Linked DNA regions of Mus musculus: all the other regions are linked to region 4. The links are chromatin contacts, called in public ChIA-PET and promoter capture Hi-C maps. All regions are on one chromosome and are shown on one strand. Each heading gives the region's core, a stretch centred on a gene start, on an enhancer-like site or on the middle of the called end of the contact. The rest is flanking DNA. Distances are from core to core; before and after follow the strand shown. Region 1 overlaps Gsk3b (glycogen synthase kinase 3 beta). Region 2 overlaps Popdc2 (popeye domain containing 2). Region 3 holds the start of Nr1i2 (nuclear receptor subfamily 1, group I, member 2). Region 4 holds the start of Lrrc58 (leucine rich repeat containing 58).

What was found. Promoter capture Hi-C pulls out the DNA fragments that hold promoters and counts their contacts. ChIA-PET counts read pairs in DNA pulled down with a chosen protein or histone mark.
Region 1: a contact with region 4 is called in an RNA polymerase II ChIA-PET map of memory CD8 T cells, with 17 read pairs. The contact joins the enhancer-like site here to the promoter of Lrrc58 in region 4. A contact is called at or near these places in 8 of 39 promoter capture datasets (the 3T3-L1 cell line, the C10 cell line, HPC-7-derived erythroid cells and 4 more), 12 of 115 datasets of contacts at active chromatin or transcription factors (bone marrow-derived macrophages, cardiomyocytes, embryonic forebrain and 8 more) and 3 of 9 other capture datasets (adipose tissue, embryonic stem cells and liver).
Region 2: a contact with region 4 is called in an RNA polymerase II ChIA-PET map of memory CD8 T cells, with 6 read pairs. The contact joins the enhancer-like site here to the promoter of Lrrc58 in region 4. A contact is called at or near these places in 3 of 39 promoter capture datasets (hippocampal neurons, pre-B cells and stem cell-derived epiblast-like cells) and 2 of 115 datasets of contacts at active chromatin or transcription factors (embryonic forebrain and memory CD8 T cells).
Region 3: a promoter capture Hi-C map of hippocampal neurons shows a contact between it and region 4, with 2.9 times the contacts expected there. The contact joins the promoter of Nr1i2 here to the promoter of Lrrc58 in region 4. A contact is called at or near these places in 10 of 39 promoter capture datasets (the 3T3-L1 cell line, 3T3-L1-derived adipocytes, cranial neural crest and 5 more), 3 of 484 Hi-C or Micro-C datasets (embryonic stem cells and liver), 4 of 115 datasets of contacts at active chromatin or transcription factors (embryonic forebrain, embryonic stem cells, extraembryonic endoderm stem cells and 1 more) and 1 of 9 other capture datasets (embryonic stem cells).

The regions. Positions count from the first base shown.
Region 1 is chr16:38,238,614-38,241,313 of GRCm38.p6, forward strand. It overlaps Gsk3b (glycogen synthase kinase 3 beta), which reads left to right. Exons shown (of 11, transcript NM_019827.7): 11 at 1,889-2,700. The coding sequence ends at 1,956. Among named protein-coding and RNA genes, the nearest start is that of Nr1i2, 55 kb to the right of the region's middle. Within about 2 kb of position 1,343, at least 77 of the 459 cell types and tissues checked have an H3K27ac peak or open chromatin away from gene starts, as enhancers often do. A contact at or near this core is called in bone marrow-derived macrophages, epiblast stem cells and memory CD8 T cells, where this site is marked.
Region 2 is chr16:38,375,287-38,377,986 of GRCm38.p6, forward strand. It overlaps Popdc2 (popeye domain containing 2), which reads left to right. Exons shown (of 4, transcript NM_001081984.2): 4 at 2,369-2,700. Among named protein-coding and RNA genes, the nearest start is that of Popdc2, 14 kb to the left of the region's middle. Within about 2 kb of position 1,310, at least 184 of the 459 cell types and tissues checked have an H3K27ac peak or open chromatin away from gene starts, as enhancers often do. A contact at or near this core is called in hippocampal neurons and memory CD8 T cells, where this site is marked.
Region 3 is chr16:38,293,529-38,296,228 of GRCm38.p6, forward strand. It overlaps Nr1i2 (nuclear receptor subfamily 1, group I, member 2), which reads right to left and starts at 1,296. Exons shown (of 9, transcript NM_010936.3): 1 at 990-1,296.
Region 4 is chr16:37,867,031-37,869,730 of GRCm38.p6, forward strand. Lrrc58 (leucine rich repeat containing 58) reads left to right here and starts at 1,370. Exons shown (of 4, transcript NM_177093.3): 1 at 1,370-1,950. The coding sequence starts at 1,466.

The DNA of each region.
Region 1 (2,700 bases), core at 93-2,592, 370 kb after region 4:
TTTCTGTAGGACCTTGAGAAGGGCGAGAGTGAGAGTGAACATTGTTTCTAGAGGTGGTTGACCTAGTACAGGGTCAGCTCTGCACTTGTTTTCAGAATGCTTTATTCTCTACCCATCCCATACAGAGTGTTTGACTGCTCCAACTGTCTCTTCTGTATATTCTGTTCTGTCTTCATATAGTAAAGATGAGCTGTTCTGTACAGCAGCCCCTACACCACATTGAGCCTCTAGCCAGCTTTTCTTTTGTTTGTTTGTTTGATGCTTTTTTAAAATACAAATTAAAAGCGTAATTTTGCATATAAAGGATTTGCTTGTATGTGGAATCATTGTCTCTCTCACTGTGTAGACAGAGATGGTCACCACACCTGGCAAAAAGACTTTGGTAATCATGATTACCTGTTAAAGACTCCTTATCACATGGTTTGGATACAATGCTGAGAACAATGATGAGATCGTTAGATTTTAAATCTGAGGAACATGAACACCCAGCAGATTTTATTATTCAGATAGGAAGCTCATTTCCAGTTACATGATCACATAAAATGTTTGTGCTTTTCATGCTGATCATGCAGACAGACTTTGAATTTACTCAGAGGAAGGGGAGGATGGTTGGTATGAATGGGCTATAGCTGGTAAAGGGCATCTGACGATTAGTTGTTACAAAGGACTTTACCAAAAGAGTAATTACCCGAAATGTGCAGGTTGCTGGTAGGGGGAGTATTTACTGTATTCACCTTGGCAGGCATCTGCTGGCAACCCTGGTAGCCACCATGGCCAGAGCTGCCTACCATACTAGTTGATATGTGGATGTGATAGGTATCCATTAAGTCCTGGGTTGTAAGATAGAACAAAAGTTCCTCCTGGCATCTTCTGCTGAAAGTGGGTGTCATTTGGTGATGACCGTGCATTTGTTGACAATTGTGTAGAACCAGGAAATGCTATTAGGAACATTGCAATTCTGAAGTAACTCTGGTTTTCCAGCCTGCTTCTGAAATGTTTTTAATTAATGCAGCCTGTGCCTGAATTCTAAAAATGATGAAGAAAGCCCTGATGTGATCTGTCTTCTAGACAGGAATTCATGTTGAGTTAGTAGTACACCAAATTTAGGTGGCTGTGAACAGAAAACTCCCTTCTAGTAGGGCATGTCTAAGGAAGTCATGGTTGAAGCCTTAGACCTGACTCTTCAGTGCTGAGAAAGCCGCCTGCTGCCTTCGGAAGGAGGCTCTGGTTCATGTGCCATGCACCTGTGAGCTAGATGTTTCCGTGCTCTGGCAGCGTGACTCTGTGGTATCTATAAGGAAGTAGAACTAAAAGCATTCCCCTGTTGACTGCCCCCTAGTGGGCTAAAGGAATGGAAGGGCAGATTATTTGAGGAACAGGAAAATGCAGAGTTCAGAGAGGAAGTGCAGTTTTTAGAAAGTGGTCGTGAAGTTGATAAACTGAACAGCTTACCCTTAAGTGGTAAGGTTCCTATGTGTTCTTGGCATCTGCTGTGTCTTCACTTGTCCAGGCCCTTAGCAGATGGCCTGTTGGAACACGGCTCAGGATCTTTAGCTAGTGTCATTTATTTTCAGTAAGCTAGACTCCAACCTGAGTACTGCCGGTCAGTACTAGCTATAGCAAAGCCTTGACAGAAGTGACCTCAAATTCCTGAGTCTGTGATGCATTAAGTGTACTGCCACACGCACATACACCACACACGCATGTGCACGCACACTTGTGCCATCACTGAGCTCCTAGCAGAAAGGAAGTCCTGGTGCTGTGTGTTTGAACCCACATAGGCAATGACAGCTCTGGTAGGCCTCAGCACTGTGCGGTGAGTGGTGTACTTGTGCTCTTTGCAGTGTTATAACGTTGCTCACGCTTTCTTGGGCCTTTGGATTTGCAGATACTAATGCTGGAGACCGTGGACAGACCAATAACGCCGCTTCTGCATCAGCTTCCAACTCCACCTGAACAGCCCCCAGGAGCCAGCTGCGCGGGAAAGACCAGCACTTACTTGAGTGCCACTCAGCAACACTGGTCACGTTTGGAAAGAAAATTAAAAAGAGGAAAACAAAAACAAAAACAAAAAAACCCTGTTCATTTTAGTGTTCAATTTTTTTTATTGTTGTTCTTATTTAACCTTGTAAAATATCTATATAAATACAAACCAGTTTCATTGTATTCTCACTTTTCAGGAGATCCAAGAGGTGGGGAGGGTTGGGCGGGGAGGAGCAGAGCATTAAACACAATCTCTCCCACGACAATCTTTTCTTTTCTTTTTAAAGTCAGAAGTCCGCTATTGTATACCTTAAAAACCAGACTCCTGCCTCACGCCCCCACCGCAACAGAAGAAAACCTGTTCTGTGCTGGTTTATTTTCTGGATTTGTTTTCTTTTAAAGCCTGGCGTAAGACTTTGATACAGTGCACAGCTTGAAATTGGTTGGGAGCTTAGCAGGTGTAACTCACCAGGGACTTACTGTCACTTGTACAATGTGTACTTATCCTTAGGATTTGAAGACTTGCCTTTGGCGTGTGATGTCAGGTATGACAGACAAAAAAAAAAAAGACAAAGAAAAACCAAGGTGTATTATTGGTAGCCCAGGGAGGTCACTAAAATCTGAAGCTCTAAGGGAAGATCAGAGATGGATTACTTAAGGTTTGTTTTGCTCTTGACCAGTGCAGGTGTTGCAGATGCCAGCTTAGGAAGGCTGCTG
Region 2 (2,700 bases), core at 60-2,559, 510 kb after region 4:
TTCAGACAAGCCACATTGCTGATGAGAGAATCGAGAGATGAAGGCCATGAAGACCGACCCTGGCTTTAGAGATATGGATGTTATCATTTCCTGTGGAGTAATCCAAGGCTCTGAGGCTCAGGATAGCTTAGTGTACCTTCCTGTGCATTTGTCCTCTGTCTCTCCACACCCCGTTCCTTGCTGACCAGTGTGAGCTATGGGTGCTTCATGCTGTCCAGCCTGCTTCCCCACCTCTTCATTTCACACAGCACTGACTTCTGTTCTTCTTTTGGCTCTTTCCCATTCCTGACTCCTGCTTGTCCCTGTTGTCTTGGTTTGTGGCTCTAAGCATCCCTCTTGCTTACACTTCACCCTCTCCATCCCCACCTGCCCCCTGACTTCTCCCGTCCTGTGGCTTGGATGTCTGGCGATCTGGTTGCTCTCTTTCCCCTTTGCCCCAGTCTCTGGCTTGTCTCTCTCGTCTCTGCCCTAAGCAACCCTGTGTCTCTGTTTTTCTAATTCTGAATCCATTCAAATCAAGGCCTGAAAAAGGCCCAGTTTTAGGGATGCTTCCCAGATGTCAGGAGACAGGCACCATTGAAGGACACTAGAACTTTTGTGGCTGGCTGCACAGTAAAGCAAATCTGGACAGAATATTCGCTGTGACAGCATTAGAAATAACCTTAGCACCTCTGAGGCATCTTTGTCTGGGAGCCTAACTCACTGTGCAAAATGGCAGGATGTCTTGGGGTCCCTGCACAAGCTCCTCCCACCCCAGGAGCTTCATCACATCCTAGAATCCTAACTTCTAGCCTTGATGTCATTATCCCCTATAAGGATGATTCCAAATTATCATGGGATCTCTCCCCAGAACCACTGTTAGCCTCCAGATATCCTTGTGTGTGTCCATCCATGTTTTATTTAAATAGCGGAGAGGAAGGAAAGAACAGGCAGGTTTTACTTTCAAACCACAGAGTGTTCAGAATGAGGTGAACACATAGTTTTAAGTGGTCATATGTTAGGCAGCTTCTGTGTGACTGCCTTCCCTCCCTGGAACCTACCCTCTGCCATCCCACCCTGTGGAAAAAGCTGGCAGGGACTGGGGGGTGAGGGGGGCGGAGAGCAGCACTTCCAAGAACTCAATAACAAACGGAACCCGGTGGAAGTGGTTTCCAGCTTGGTGGCTGGCAGAATCCTATCCCAACTGAGGTGCATCCTGGGAGGAGGCTGAGAGACGGCATCTATTCCTGAGCTTCATTCAGACTCTTCCCTCAGAATGAAAGCTGATTGTTGCGGATTGCTGTTGGTATTTTCTGGTCCAGCAGATGGCTGCCAGTGCAAGCAAGCAAACAGCCACTGGGCAGACTTTCTGCTCTTAGGCGCAGGCGCGCAGGCGCGCAGGCTCGGGGGGGGGGGGGCCGGGGGCCTCAGCAGTGGCTGCTCTGCTGGCGGAGGCCCCCTGTGTGGGTGAGGTCCAGGGCAGCAGTCTTCTCTGCCCAGATCTTTCTTCCAGCTCTGCTCTGCCAGCTTCGTCTTCCCACCCGTCTCTTTGTAGAAATGAAAGTTGGCGTCTTGCAAAGCCTTTCGAATTTCAGTTCAGGGCTTGGGTGGTTTTTCTTCCATCATCCACGTCTTAGTTAGGGTTTCTATAGCTGTGATGAAACACCACGACGGCCAAAGGAACTGCTTTCCCTTCCTTCCCTGGAACCCACTCTCTGCCCTCCCACCCTGAAAAGGAAAGGGTTTTTTCAGCGTACACTTCCACATTGCTGTTCATCATCAGGGAAGTCAGGACAGGAACAAGGCAGGAACCTGGAGGCAGGGGCTGACGCAGAGGCCAAGGAGGGCGCTGCTTACTGGCTTGCTCCTTCCTCATGGCTTGCTCAGCCTCCTCTCTTATAGAACCCAGGACCACCAGCCCAGGGACAGCACCAGCTACAGTGGGCTGAGTCCTCCCGCATTGATCACTAAGACAATGCCCTGCAGGCTTGCCCATAGCTGGCTCATCTGGAGGCATTTTCTTTATTGAGGGTCCCTCCTCACAGATGACTTCAGCCTGTGTCAACTTGACAGAAACTAGGCAGCACAGTCCATGAGCAGTAAGCAGGATGGAGAGTGTTTTCTTTTGAGCACTCAAGAAGAGGCTCTGTCTCTCACCTACAGACCAAGAGAAAATGGGCCTAGATAATAACATCAGAAGTGAGCCCTCCATGACCCTTCCATGTCCTAGAATGAAAGAACTGAAAGGCACAACTGCTTGTGGCTAGGCATTGGGGTGCAGTCAAAACTGGGGTCTAAAGAGGACATAGAAACTGTACAAGGATCCCATGAAATCTGGCAAACCCTCTGGAGCCACGCGCTGACATCCTTCTTCTGTTTCTCTCCACAGCCTCTAGACGTCCTCTCCAGAACTCTTCTCAAGTTATGTCCAGATCCCAGGCCCCTCTGGCTCCAATTCACACTCCTGAGCTCTAAGGATCACAGAGCTGTCGTCTCTGTAGCCAGATGGCACTCCTCCATGTTCCCCGGATGGCCACTTATACTCTCACCCCTCCTCTTAGCCCTCCAGAAAGATGTGTGGCAAGCTGGGGGATGGACATGACGTGAAGAAACTCACCTTCAGGAGCCTTCCTTACAGCAGGAGGGTCCAGAGGCACCTGGCCTGACTCCATCCTTTATGGGTTGCAGGACATTGCCAGGTTTACACGGCCTCTGAGCCTG
Region 3 (2,700 bases), core at 46-2,545, 430 kb after region 4:
TTATTGATTAAAAAAAAAAATAGCTGATGGGCCAGATTTGGCCCATGAGCTATAACTTGGTGATCCCAGTTTAGATTACATTTATTATATAAATAAAGCATTTTTAAGCAAGTATTTTTGTGTATTCAAAAAAGTCTATTAATGAACAGGGTAAGCCAGGCTTCAGAGGCCTTACTTGGAATACTTTAGACTCTGGCCAAGTCATTAGAGACCAAGGATTCCTCTCAGTGTAGATAATTCAGCCACTTTTCATCTGTGTGGTGGTCCTTTGCCTTCCCGGCAGCAATGAAAAACAGTCATGCACGTGCAAGGGACAATGCCACACCTGAAGCACAGAGGGAAGGTTTGGTGGCCTTGAAGGCATCTCCTAAGGTAGCTCCTGGATGTGGAGGAGCCTTAAAGCCATGTCTCTAGCCTGCGCCTCGGGCTGTTGTATGGAGCAGAGATGGGACCTAGGGTACTGAACATAACGGGAATGACTCTGACAAACAGAGTCTAAAGCCGACCACTGTACACGGATATAGTGTGTACTGAGACACCGCTAATGAGAATGTGAGGCCTCGTGACCATCCTGCCGCTGTCTATGTCCCCGGGGGCTGCCAGCACTAACCTGACAAGCTCTGGGAGCCAGTGCTAATAGTTCCTGATTCTCATGGTCTTCAGCAGCGGTGTTTCCTAGGTCAGGGACTCCAACCCTGTCACAGAAGGGGCTCGGCTGCCTATCTAATGCCCGATGTCACATACACAAGGCTTCTGTTGTGATGCTTCCTGGCAACACAAGTGTAGGCCAGGTAGCAGAGCACCTTGGCTCCACAACTGTCTTCATGCTTTGTTTGACCCAGGAAGGAGAAGAGGAGAGAAAAAGGTGTCATTGTCCTCCATACTCCTTCACATTGCTGACCTCCGACCTCATTTGTATCCCCCTCAGCCTTCTGTTCAGAGGCAGAGGGCATCTGACTCTTAGAAAGAGAAAGAAGGAAAGATCATACCTGTCTGGGGGCCACTGCTTTTGTTGGATTTCCCCCTTGGGGTCCACCTTGAAGAATCAGGAACGATGGTTCTGCCCAGAGCTCAGCACACCTGCCGTGGCTACCTGGCTGCACATGGAGATCTCAGCTTAAGTCCTCAGTGTTTCCTATGAGCCAAGGTCAGGCCCCTAGGGAGAGGCTGACCATCCAAGTAGACAAAAGAGCAGTATCTATCCCCGATTCTCACCCTCAGCTAACCTTAGGCTATGTTGTCCACAGGCATAGGAACCATACTTGTTCTTGCCCACAGTACACCCCAGGTCCAATGTAGTAAGGGGCCCCAGTTGGCACTCCCAAGTCCCAAGTCCAGCACCCGAGCTAGCAATGACCAGATTACCGTATTTACTCTTGTTATATCCCCTTCCTATTTTTTTCATAGTTGTCTTCACTGTAAAACATGTAAGGGAGGGGAAGTGTGTTTTAAGTGTTTGCTCTAAGTAATTCTGGGCCAATGTTTGCCTCTCTGAGGGTGATTTTGCCTCTAGAGGTAAAGTGCCTTTGAATCTATAGCTCCTAACACTTTTTTTCCCTAAGTTAATTTCCTGGACAGAAGCAGTTTACGTGAAAGTAAGGAAAAGGCCACACACATGACACTGGCTTGTTGATATGAGAGAGAGGGAGGAAATAGCTTCGAGACAGGTATGACCTTGCAGTTCCAACCACAGGACAGAAAGCTGGCTGGGACTACCAGGAACTGTCTGAGAGTTTTCTCTTCTCTCGGACCCTTCTAGAAGCTTCCTGTCTAGTGGGCTCTGGGGTAGCAGGACATCATCGGGGTGTCCTTGGCCCTGGGGGCTTGCATATCTGGGAAGCCTGACAAGGGACACTTATTTCCACGAGTGGAAGCAGGTCTTTTTTTTTTCTGTACTGAGATGAATGGGCAGGATTCCAGAATGGGCAGGGCACCTCACCAGAAGTCCTGGGGTCACGGGTAAATTATTACAGCTTTTATCATCTCTCGGGGCTCTTCTGGCATACAAAGGTCTCTATTCACCTCTCCTATAAAAATGGCAAGTTATTTACAGCAGAAACAGGGAATCCAGGACAAATGAGGAACTTCCCAAAGGAGAGAAATGCTCTTCGGTTCCTGAGGGATTGTCTGGTCTCTCTTCCTCTGCAGATGCTGTCCTGAGCTCTAGGTGGCATAAGAAGACTGCAGGGCTGCCAGGCATCAACATTTATCTGGGTAGGGCTTTATTTGGAAGCCAGTTTAAACACCCAGTTTGTGGTAGTTACTAAGAACCCCAGACTGGAGGCCCAGAGAGGACCTGAGTCACTCCCACGCATGGCTGGAAAGGAGGAGAAACTGGAGTCCTGACCTCTGCTCAAACTTTCTTCCCCTGCAACCAGCACTAGGAGCTCCTGAACCATCCACCAGAGGCAAGCCTAGGCAGTCAGCGTCCTTGGTCAATTTTATAAAAACATAAACAAAACCATAAATTAAAAAAAAAAAAGAAAAGAAAAAGGAAAACTCAGATAGCCAACTAAATTCATGACACACTAATGGTGCAAGTTCAGGTGAAGCCAAAGGAAGGGAGCAGGGTGGTCCAAGGACCTCCAGGGCACAGAGGTGCCATGGGGTAGACTCAGAGGGGTGATCTCCTCTTTGGTTTTTATTTTTGTTCTGTTGTGGTGGTTGTTTGGGGGGGACATATGCCCTACTTTTCTTTCT
Region 4 (2,700 bases), core at 120-2,619:
GCTGGTACTCACAGAGACACTCCCACCTCTGCCTCCTGAATGTTGGGATTAAAAGCAGGTACTACTATGTCTGGCACATATTTTTTAAATTCCACTCATAGATTGTTTAAACTAACAAACATGACAACTCAATCATAAAGCTTAGCTGTGAAGTAGCATGAAGTCTCTCATCTGCACAACTGAGTAGATGAGGTTATGATTTTTAGGAAAAAAAGCAATTTAATCCCACTGGTTATCACATAACCTTTTAACTTTCTTGTATTTAAGCTCGGTAAGAAACTAAGCTTTTCTCTTATTTCCACTAATGACTTTAAAATTACAAAACGAAATCTCAGAAAAGATTGACATTGAAATGGGATCAGGATGAAAATAAATCTACTGGAATTAGTGAATTAGAGCTAGAGTCAAGACTTTCCCAGTTAAATTCTATCTAGTTCTCACTTGCAGAGTGCTTTGAACGCTTTCTCCATCTGAGCTCAGTGTAAGCTAGATCTAATAAAGGGGGCTCCTATATCCAACTCCCAAGCGCATTCCCATGCCCAAGGGACCAAAGCCCACAGGAGTGATTCTGTGATTGACGTGGACAAAGTTCTTATTGGACACACAATACTTTTACAATGGTGCTTTTTGTTGTTGTTTTGGGGTTTGTTTTTTTTCCAAACAAGGTTTCACTGTATAGCTGTGGCTGTCTTGGCTCGCTCGCGTTAGACAATGCTTTAAGAAACAACAGGCAATCAGGGAAGGGAAGGTCTTCAAGCATGCTTTCCAGCTGGGGCGACAGCCATCTCCGACTTTGGCTTTAGCTTCGAAGAGGCCTTTGTTCTTCACCGTGTAGCCCTGGCTAGCCTGGGCTATGTAGGTCAGGCGGGCCTCAGACTCAGTACGGCTGCCTCTGCATTTCAGAGCGGGGACGAGAGGCGTGGGGCCACCAAGCACGTTCTCCTGAAGACATTAAATTCTCAGGCTACGTCCCCGTCATGGCTACTCTCTCTGGATCCCGCAAAAATGGGGGGGCCCCGGCCTCAAGTGAGAACAAAGGAGGCGGCGCCCCGTGACGCGCAGGCCCCCGGGCGGGATCAACAGCCCCGGAGCTGTTTACTCTGGCGGCCAAGGCCACCACCGGGTGCCACACTATAAAGGGCGAGCTGCCCGCTCCGGGGAGCCTCAGGCCTCCGGCTCGCCCACCGAGCCCCGCGACGCCCGGGCGAGCACAGCTCCCTCACACGGTTCCCGGGAGCGCCAGGCCTCGGCTCCTGCGCAGCGGACGCCGCGCCGTGCGCCACGTGAGGCGGAGCCCGGCCCCCGGAGCGGCGCGCGCACCCGGCGCCGACCATCGCGTGACTCGGAGGGCGCGCGGGGGTGAGCGCCCGGGCCGTACCGGGCCGCGCCGCGCCACTTCCGACGCGGCGCTCGCTTTAGGTTCCGGGGCGCGCCGCCTCGGCTCGCGGGCCCGGGATCCGGCGGGATGGAGGAGGCCGCGCTCGGGGAGGCCGAACTCAACTGGTCCCGCCTCAGCGTGTCGGCCGAGGCGTTGGAGTCGGAGCTGGAGGCGCGCGCCGAGGAGCGGCGCGGCGCGCGCGAGGCTCTCCTGCGGCTGCTGCTGCCCTACAACCGCCTGACGTCGCTGCCGCGGGCGTTGGGCGGCGGCTTCCCGCACCTCCAGCTCCTGGACGTGAGCGGCAACTCGCTCACGGCGCTGGGGCCCGAGCTGCTGACGCTGAGCGGCCTGCGCACGCTGCTGGCCAGGAACAACCGGCTCGGCGGCCCGGGCTCGCTGCCCAAGGGCCTGGCCCAGTCGCCGCTCTGCCGCAGCCTCCAAGTGCTCAACCTCAGCGGCAACTGCTTCCAGGAGCTGCCCGCCTCGCTGCTGGAGCTGCGCGCCCTTCAGACCCTCAGCCTGGGCGGCAACCAGCTGCAGAGCATCCCCGCCGAGATCGAGAACTTGCGGAGGTGAGCGGCGGCGAGTCCCGGGGGTGGGGAGCGGGGCGGTGGCCCGAGCTCCGTGGCACCGGGTTGGAGGGGGAGGGGGACTAGGCGAGCCATTGTCACCCGTAGCGTCTGACCAAGGGTGGGTGGGTGGGTGGTAGCCTTTGGGTTGTGTTTGGCCTGCCGCAGGTCTTCGACGCCCCCCGCGCCCCCCAATGAACTCTGGAATTCATTGTGGAGACCATGCTAACCTCAAGCTCACAGAGCTCCGCCTGCCTCTACCTCCCAAATCTGGGGCTAAAAGACATGCGCCACTAAGCCGGACTTCGCCTTCTTTCTTGAGTCTAGACAGGGAGTCAAAAGGGCTCCCGTTAACAGAGGTTGGCGATTTCTTACTGGTTAAGTCTTCCGAGACTTTCCATGCGTTTGCATCAAAGTGGCATTTAACGTGGCGTAGGAGGTGCTGACCTACTTCCTTGGTTTTTATTTCCAGTTCCCCTCTTTTCCCGATACCCAAAGTACCATTTGTGGAGTCAGTGAGCCTTGCACACACACACACACCCAGAAAGGCAGCTTCACTAAATTGTGGGGTTGGGGTTGGGTACAAAAAAAAAAAACAAAAAAACCCAAAAACAACAACAACAAAAAAAAACCACGCTGCGCTTCCTTTGACCCTGAGGAACTATTCACATTTCAAAATTTTATCTTAGGAGTCTTTTCTGTAATTCTAAAAAAAAAAAAAAAAAAAAAAAAAAAAAAAAAAAAAACTGTTCC